2 separate regions of the Mus musculus genome follow, and region 2 is linked to region 1. The links are chromatin contacts, called in public promoter capture Hi-C maps. All regions are on one chromosome and are shown on one strand. Each heading gives the region's core, a stretch centred on a gene start, on an enhancer-like site or on the middle of the called end of the contact. The rest is flanking DNA. Distances are from core to core; before and after follow the strand shown.

Evidence for each region. Capture Hi-C pulls out chosen DNA fragments and counts their contacts.
Region 2: a promoter capture Hi-C map of pancreatic islet shows a contact between it and region 1. The contact joins two enhancer-like sites. A contact is called at or near these places in 14 of 484 Hi-C or Micro-C datasets (the CH12 cell line, Th1 cells, bone marrow-derived DN3 thymocytes and 6 more), 4 of 115 datasets of contacts at active chromatin or transcription factors (embryonic fibroblasts, embryonic stem cells and fetal liver) and 3 of 9 other capture datasets (adipose tissue, liver and pancreatic islet).

Annotation. Positions count from the first base shown.
Region 1 is chr1:136,306,782-136,311,105 of GRCm38.p6, reverse strand. The region is part of intron 2 of Camsap2 (calmodulin regulated spectrin-associated protein family, member 2); the gene reads left to right. Among named protein-coding and RNA genes, the nearest start is that of Camsap2, 37 kb to the left of the region's middle. Within about 2 kb of position 1,740, at least 10 of the 459 cell types and tissues checked have an H3K27ac peak or open chromatin away from gene starts, as enhancers often do. A contact at or near this core is called in pancreatic islet, where this site is marked.
Region 2 is chr1:136,428,527-136,433,431 of GRCm38.p6, reverse strand. It overlaps Ddx59 (DEAD box helicase 59), which reads right to left. Exons shown (of 8, transcript NM_026500.3): 5 at 869-1,120. Among named protein-coding and RNA genes, the nearest start is that of 9230116N13Rik, 15 kb to the right of the region's middle. Within about 2 kb of position 3,116, at least 35 of the 459 cell types and tissues checked have an H3K27ac peak or open chromatin away from gene starts, as enhancers often do. A contact at or near this core is called in pancreatic islet, where this site is marked.

The DNA.
Region 1 (4,324 bases), core at 491-2,990:
TTTACCATGTATAGTAGGTAGACAGGTAATAGCAAAATGGGGGAAAGTTTTAGTTATCTAAACACATTGTTAGCTTGTGAGTTAGTTTCATGTATAACTACAAGGTGGTTTTCTCCAACAAAGAGAAAGGAAGGTTAGAAAAGGAGCTAATGACAGTCCAAAATAATTTGGCTCCAGATTTGTAGCATTATAACTTCTCACAATTACAGATTTGTTAGTCATCGTTGTAGAATTTTCCACAGGAGTGTGGCTTTTTTCCCCCTGAGAGTTTACAGTTCATTTTTATTCTGACACCTTCTATAACCTCTAACACTTTTCTTTTAAAATTAGCTTAGATTAATTGTACAAAGCAGTGGGTTTTCATTATGACATTCTCTATTCTTACATACATATAATGTACTTAGATCAGCTTCCCCAAGCCATCCCGTCACCCTACCCTCCCCTGTCTACATTCTAATGGTTCCCTTTTTACTGTTTATGTTTCCAGTTTTCTTACAAATGACAATTCATTCTTTATGCTTGAATAAAATGTGTGTGTGTGTACATTTTTCTTGATCCATTGGTTCGCCCCAGGCCAGTTCTGTAATGTGACTGTTGTGAGTAGGTATGACAGCACCTCCATAGGAAAGTGACTCTTGAGTCTTTTTGGTATACCCCAAAGTGGTGTGGGATCTAGTTTTCATTGTTGAGGAACCTTCTGTGGCGGTTTGAGTGAGAATGGTGCCTGTAGGCTTGTGCTTGGTCCACATTGAGTGGGACTCTCTGGGAAAACTTTGGAGGTGCCACTGAGGGTGGGCTTTGATGTTTCCAAAGCCAGCCAGGTCCAGCCAGTCTCACTCTTGTTTATTCTTCCTGCCTATGTATCAGGATGTGAGCTCTCAACTACTGCTCTGGTGCCATGCCTGCTTGTCTGCTACCACACTCTCCTCCATGTGGTCATGGACTCTCCCTCTGAAATTATAAGCAAGCCCCCAAGAAAATGCTTTCTGCTATGAGTTGCCTTGGTAATAGTGTCTCTTCACAGCAATAGAATAGTAACTGAGATATCTCCAAACTGAATTTTTATAGTAGCTAGAACTAGTTCACATTCTTACCAATGTGGTATGAGTTCCCTCCTTCCACACACCCTCCATGGCCTTGCTACACTTGATTTTTGATGTTACTTATCCTGCCTTGGATGAAATGGACTATTGCTGTACCTTGATTTTCATTTTCCTAATGGCTAAAGATGTTGGACACATTTTCATGTATGTATGTGCTATTCATACTTATTAATTTTAAAAGTGTATGGTTCATTAGCCCATTTGTTGAGTGAATTATTTGCTCCTTTGATGTGTAACTTTTTTGAGATGCTTATTATATTCTGGCTATTAACAGTCTGTTAGGCGAGTGTCTAGCAAAGACCTCCTGCTCTGTGTGCTCTCTTCTCTTCACTCTAGCAGTTTATTTCTTTGCTATACGGAAATACGGAAGCTTTTTAATTTGACGCACTCATGTCTTTGAACTCCTGCTTTTATTTCCGGAGCTTTTGGAGTCATTCCGAAAGGTGTCTCTCAGGTTTAGATGTTGAAGTGTCTCCCCTAGTTTCAGGTCAGCACTGGGGCTTTGTCTTTTCAGCTGCTCTAGTTTCCTCTCCCACATGTGCACATCTGCTCTACCAGCAGCACTGTTTACAAGGCTGGCTTGTCCCTCACCTTTCGGCCTCATTACTAGGAATCAGGTGGCTGCACAGGTGTGGGCTTGCTTCTGGGCTTTCTGAGCTGTTCTGCCAGCTGATGCCTGGTTTGTGTTACTGCTGAGCCTCTGTAGTGCCATCTGAAATCAGGTAGTGAATACCTGGAGCATTCCTCTTCGTTGCTCATGGTTGCGTTGATTATTCTGGGTCTTTTGTATTTTGCTGTGAGATGTAGAATTTTCTCTTCTTGTGGAGAGTGCCGTGAAGGTTTTGAAGAGGATTGCATTGCATATGAAGATAGCTTTTGCTAATAATAATAAGTCACAGTGTTAATTCTGCCAGCCTCTGAGCACATGGTCTTCTGCCTTCTAGTGTCTTCCACACGTATTTAATATCTTGGTTGTGGTAGTTGTTTTGTGAGGTTATTGTTTTCCCTCACTTCTGTTTCACTGACTTCGTTATTGCCGATGGAGTTTATTCAGAGCTGAGAATCCTCAGGTGGACTCTCTGAAGTCTTAACTATAGGATCATGCACCATTCCTACAGGGATGTTTGATCTCTTCCTCTCCTGGTTCCATCCCTCTTATTTGTTTCTTGACTGACATACTGCTTTGGCTAAGCTTTCAGTTATTTCAGGGAATAATAAGCTTTCAGGTTTTCCTCATTAGTTCTGATCTGGCTGTCACTCTGTCCTCCACACCTGTATTATGTGGAAGTGTGACCCTTCTAGCTTAGCTTCGTTGTTGTCATAAAGGGATGTTGAATTTTGTCAAAAGACTTCCTTTTGCATCTATTGAGATGATTATGCGGTTTCTGCTCCTGTCTGTCTGTGTGCTGTTTATTGGCTGCACATATTGAACCATTGTATTTCTCATTTTTAAAAAATCAGCTGGTCATGGCATAATGTCTTTTAAAAATATGTCCTAACAGTGTCTTAGTTAGGGTTTCATTACTATGAAGAGACACCATGACCATGGGAACCCGTATAAAGGAAAACATTTAATTGGGGCTGGCTGACAGTTCAGAGAGTCCATGATTGTTATGGTGAAAAGTATGGTGGTGCACAGGCAGACATGGTGCTGGAGAGGGAGCTGAGAGTTCTACATCTGGGTTGGCAGGCAGCAGGAAGAGAGTGTCTCTGAGCCTGGCTTGAGCATCTGAAGCCTCAAAGCCCTACCCCAGTGACACATTTCTAACAAGGCCACACCTCCTGATAGTGCCATTCCTGTAGTGGGGGCTGTTTTCATTCAGATCACCACAAGCACTATTCTTGATATGTACTACATTACTTGTTTTTCAGTCCTGGAGATTGAATCCAGGGCCTCGGTCATACTAAGCAAGTGTACGCTGAACGACATCCCTGGGCTTTTTGAGACAGGGCTCTGTGTAGCTCAGTCTAGCTTTGAACCTGCACTGCTCTTCATCTGTGCTCTGGGATGTGCGGTGCATCTCACCTTTCTCAGCAAGTCCTTTAGTGTTTGGTGTACAAACTATGCTACACTGCTCCCACTACCTGATTGGCAGCTTAGGGCATCGGAGCACAATAGCACTAGGGATTTGTTGGAGCTCATTTAATTAACCTAGGATTTAAGACCAGAAATTTTATCATCTTTTGATGACGTTGGTCATATTTAGAAAAGATGCTTTTTAAACTTACTGCCTTTTAAACTACATGCTGTATTAATTTGACTGCTGGTACACAGTTTCTTTATATGTCTATCTAGAATAGCCACATTAAACATTTTTCATTTACCATTTAAGGTTAAGTATGAACCATGATAGCAAACCTTTAATATATGTGAAGTATTAATTACAAATTGGGATTAACTCTTTAAAAGAAAGTCTATATGTGCCATTTCAGTAGAATGACTCAAGTACTTCCTGTTTATAATCTAAGCCTTAGTTTCCTCCTCTGCCCCTTTAAAGGGCTTGGGCTTAGTAGGTATAGGCACTGTATGGGATTGAGACCAGTGTTGATGTTAGGAATTTCTCTCTTAGTTATGTAGCCTTGACACTTCTTACAACACTTAGAAACTCTTCATTTCTGACTTTTCAAGGATATGTGTTATGCATGTGTATGGCACAAGTAAGTATGTGGGTGTTTGTACTCGTGAGTGTAAGTCTGGAAACCAGAGGACACACTCTACCATATTCCCTAGAGACAGGGTCTTTTACTGAACTGGAAGCAAGCTAGCTGTTCCAGACAGGACCTGCCTGTCTCCATTCTCCCAATGCTGGGGTTTTTGGGTGTGTGGTCATGTCTAGCTTCTTACGTGGGTGATGTGGATTCAAATTCAGATCCCTGTGCATACACACCAACAGCTCTTACTCACTGGACTGTCTCTCCAGCCCCAAAGCTCTTCATTTCTCACACATAATGTGTAACTTATTTTTGCCTAGACTCTTACTAGTTGAAGGTAATAAAAATCCACTCCTTGTAATGCAGCTACAGAGCCTGCTGTTGGCCTTTGGGTGATACTTCAGCTTTCACCAAAATCAAGAACTGTGGAGCCCAGCATCCTTTTCCCTTTTAGTAAGATGCACGTGGAGCTTGCCTGAGTTTGTTGGGTTTTGGTTTTTTGAGACAGGGTTTCTCTGTATAGCCCTGGCTGTCCTGGAACTCACTCTGTAGACCAGGCTGGCCTCAAA
Region 2 (4,905 bases), core at 1,867-4,366, 120 kb before region 1:
CCCATTACATAATTCTTAACCCTGCTCCCTAGTCTCTAACTTAGTACCATATTTGTAAGTAACTGCTGGCATATATTGGCCACTCTAACAAGTTTGCTTAAATTAGTTCAAAGAGTCTCAGGACAGAACACCCAAGAAACACTTTGAAAAAAAAAAGTATATAATTTTTGAAAGTTAAAATATTGAGGAATTGAGTACATGAGTGCATGCATGCATGTGGGGGTATGAGAGAGAGGGGGGGATCATATAGTTCAGGCTCGCTGGAGTTCATTAGTAGCCCTAGCTAGTTCCAAATACAAGGCTATTATTCTTCTGCCTCAGCCTCCCTAATACTGGGATTATAGGCATGAGTCACTCTGCCCAACTCATGAGAAATAATCTTCATATCTACATATATTTGCATAATAAGGAAAAGGAAACAGATTCTAAGCCAGAATGTATGGCACAAACACTCATACCTAGCACACCATGAGCTGAAGGAGGGTTCCAGGCCAGCTTGAGAGACCTCAAAAGGAAAACAAAATGTATCCCCCCAAACAACTAGGCATCTATACTGCATATTTTCAGAGATAAAACTTTGAGTTGGGTTGGTAGCAAATACCTTTAACCCCAGTATCAAGGAGATGGAGGCAGGAGTGTCATGAGCTATATGGTTTCAGGCAAGCCAGGGATACACAGCAAAATCCTGCTTTAAGCAAACATCAGAAGCAAAATTTGATTTGGTCTTAGAGGATTCTGATGTGGTAAAGGGATTTACCACTAAATAATGGCACCAGACTTCCACCCAAGTCCCCTTAAATGTCACTCTCCCTGGAGCTGTGGGAAGGCAAACATGCGACAAAACATGGCTGACAGCTTGAACACTCACATTTAGGATTTCAAATAATTTCTTCTTTTTAGCTGGGTCTTCTACCCACAGGATGATCTGCCGCACACTGGCGCAGGGCAGGTTCTTGTCCCCAGTGATGATCCTCACAGGATTATGCAGAAGCTGGTCTGTGAGCTGTTCTATGCTATCTGGAATGGTGGCAGAAACCAAGATGGTCTGACAGTCACCAGGAGTGTGTTCCAAAACGTCAAGCACTTGCTGCTGAAAGCCCATCTTCAACATGGTGTCAGCCTGAAACGAAGGCAGTCGGCAGTCAGCAGTCAGGCTTACTCAGCCCTGAAACCCAGAACTTCTCAGGATAAGGCTGGGTGATTAAGGACAGAAAAATTAAATCACAGAAAAATACATTACAACGTCAAAAGACCAGCAGGGAAATGTGTAAAATTATAGACTGTATAACTTAATGATCTGGATTATTATTATTAATAGCTATGAAGATAGATACACCACATATTTACCAATAAAGCACTTTTTAATTATGGCAACATATATTACTGTGCTGTTATGAGAAATGACCAGAAAGCTCTTTACTGGGTAATAAATGATTGCTTGGAGAAAATTATCAAACATTGTACGACACAATACTATTTATACTACAAAACAATGTAAGCAGTGTAGTCAGGAAATGAATTAAGCTGGAGACCAGTTTACACTGTGATTCTAGCACTCAGGAAGCCAAGGCAGGCGGACTGAGTTCAAGGTCAGAGTACAGAGCTACAGAGTAAAGCCCTGAAACGTTACACTGCTGCCGTGGAGAAGACCAGGGAGTTGTGTGTATTGGGCCTGGGGGTTCAATTTTGCTTTCAATGCTGAGAATCTAACCCAGAATCTGTACATGCTAGTGTCCCACTATTGAACTACATCTGTTGGCCTTAGATCTTGGAGACAAGATTTTGATATGCAGGCTGGGCTGGCCTTGAATTCTTGATCTTCTTGCCTTAGCTTTCAAGTGCTAGGTTTACAGGCATGATCCACCATGGCTGTTAGGGATCACTTTTGGATTTTCAGAGTTTTATTTCCTTCTAGCCATGGATGTCCTATATAACTAACTTACTTTAAATTTAAAAAAAATTAATGTTGGGGATACTTATGGTTTTAATTCTTCAAATTTCATGCCGAGACTTTACCACTAATGTGGGTTGGTGTCCTCTGTTACAATCTGTCTGCCAGAAGTATTTTCATCCACATCTCAGCATAAACGTCACAGACAGCCTGTGGTTACCAATCTAAGGAAGCCCACGGGTTGTCCCTGCCATACTGCATGGATAGGTACACTTGCCACAGCTCCATGGGCAGAGCTCATAAGCATCCCTTTCCACTCTATCCACTACACCAACGACAACTAGCATGCCAAAAGCCCTTTATAAACACTCGGCAACTTTAACTCTAAGCACTAAATAAGACCCAATTATGTAACAAACAGTGTATCAGTGTCCCAAACCTCTCAAATCTAGGAATCACCTGGAGTGAGGTTTTCAAGATCCCTGGGCTGCTGAATCAGACTATCCCAGTGAGAAAGGCAGACGAGATAACACTCGCCGGGCACACTGGGCAGTAGTTCTATGGTTCTGTTCACTGGTTTGTTGTTTCCATTTATTTGGAGAGACAGCTTCCCAGGCAGCCCAGGCTGGTTTGAATTTGTTTATTTTATGTGTATGAGTATTCTGCCTGCATGAAAGTCTGTGCTCCATGTACTTGCCTGGTATCTGTGGACGTAAGAAAAGGTGTTGGATCCCTTAGTACTGGAAATGAGAATGGTTGTGAGCCAACAAGTGCTCTTAACTACTGAGCCATCTTTCCAGTGCCCTCAGACTGGCTTTGAACTCACCCTCCAGCACCAGCCTACTGTTACACTAGGCCAAGCTGGGCAGACCTGTGCTCGGTTTACTGTGATATAGCCAGCTTCACAGTACAGAGAGCATGCACAGTCTGCAGCCTGTCCAACAGAACAGAAAGAAGGAAGGCTGTGTCCCCATGCAGAGGGATGGGGACAGTTTCAAAGTCCCTCATCTGAAGCAGAGAGGAAAGAGCAGGATGGGGTTGTGGGACTATTCTAGGGCAAAGGGAAGGCCTGACAAGAGACACAGATGGTGACAGGAGCAGAGGTTTCAAACTGCAAGGGATTATGAGTCCTGGCCCTCCTCTCGCAGCAGTCATCACCCCTCCTTACAGTCTCACTCTCAGTTCCTGTCCCTCTGCTGACTGACTCAGCAGCAGCTTCACACGCCAGGCTCTCAGCTCTGTCTTCTCGGCTCACTTCCCTCCAGCCTTCTCTTGGAGGACCAGATGTCACAGACTCCAGTAGACATCACAGACTCCAGTGCACTCCCTGTGCAGGAGAAAAGCATTCCCCGTCGTCTGCTGTTCACAGCAAGGCCAAGCTCAGACAATATTACCAGGACCCACATTTACTCGGTTACCCTTTCTAAAATTAAAGGCACAGCTATAATTTCTGGAGTCACCTCTCCAGCTGCCTTCTTTCCCCATATGCCATATGTCATCAGAAGCCTCATAAATGATTACTTTACAGGGACTCTCAGATTTAACCCTTCAGTCCCGGGGCCTCCACCCTGCCCTTGACCCCCTCACTCCTTGGCTGGTTCGCTGGATGCCTGGTCTCTGGGTCCTTCCTCTTTAAATCTCATGTACCGAGAGCAGGGAGATCGCCTCCCTAAAACACCACTTTTACCATGCTATGCCCAACGAGTAATTTAGAAGGCCTCACTGTCTCCCACATCAGATCCACAAGCTCCTGCCTCCCGTCAGGGCCTCTATAATTTGACCCCACCCTGGCTACCCAACTCCACTTCCTGCTGCTGCTCAGGAAGAATTCCTCCAGCTCCTTCCTCCTCCTCGACAAGTCACTTGGGCTTTCTGACTGTTCATCTCACTGGAATATTTCACCTGTCCTCCGGCTTTTAAATTTTTTTCTCATCTTCTAAGGAGCAGTTCAAATCCCATTACTATTTTTTAATAGTGTGAAAAACACTCACTCTCTTAATTCTATACCTGATCTTAACTGTCCTGGACAATTAGCATATCATATGCATAATACAGTAGTTTATGTTACAGTAGTTTTCCCTTCTAGTTGACAAGCTATGGCTATCAGACACTTTCCAACCTTTACCTGTTGTGTGGAAACCAGTCACATCCAGCCACCGTTCTCCTCTTCTAATATATTTTTTAAATGGTGTAATAGATAGAACCCAACATCTTGCAAATGCTAGGCAAGTACTTTACAATCCATTATACTCACAATCCTTTTTTAAAAAAGATTTATTTTTAGCCTATGTGTACTGTGCTTGTCGGCATGCATGAATGAGTACCTACTTGTGCCTGGTACGCACAGGAACTAGAAGGTGTCAGATCCCCTGAGACTCAGTCATAGACAGCTAAGAGCTCCTTTGTGGGTACTGGGAATCAAACCTGGGTCCTCTACGAGAGCAGCAGATCCTCTTAATCTATAGAGTCACTCACATCTCCTTCCCCCAGTCCTTGATGTTTTGAATCAGAGTCGCTTTCTAACTCATGCTGCTCCTGAACCTGAGGTCCTTCTGCCTCTGCTTCTCTAGGTGAGGGCTGGGTTTATAGGCGTGTGTACTCGTGTCTGCGTGTGTGTGGTGTTCCTGGAGATGGACCTGTATACATACAGACATGTATGCCTGTGTGATGGCCACCGGTCCACCTCGGGTGCCATTCTCCCTGGTTTTCGTTGTGGTATCTCCCAGTGGCCTGAAGCTTGCCAAGCAGGGTAGACTGGCTGGCCCTTCTGCCTGTCTCCACTCCCCAGCTCTAGGACTACACTGAGTGTGCACTACCACACTTAGTATGGTAGGATCTCGGGTATCGCGCTGACTAGGGCATCTTCACTGACTGAGATCTCTCCTCAGCCCCACATCTGGGTTTTTGTTTCTGTTTTATCCTCTTGGTTTTCTTGAGGCCCAGTGTTGCTATCTGTGAAGTCTAGATTGGTCTTGACTTTATGATCCTCCTGCCTTTGGCACTTCAGTAAGGCA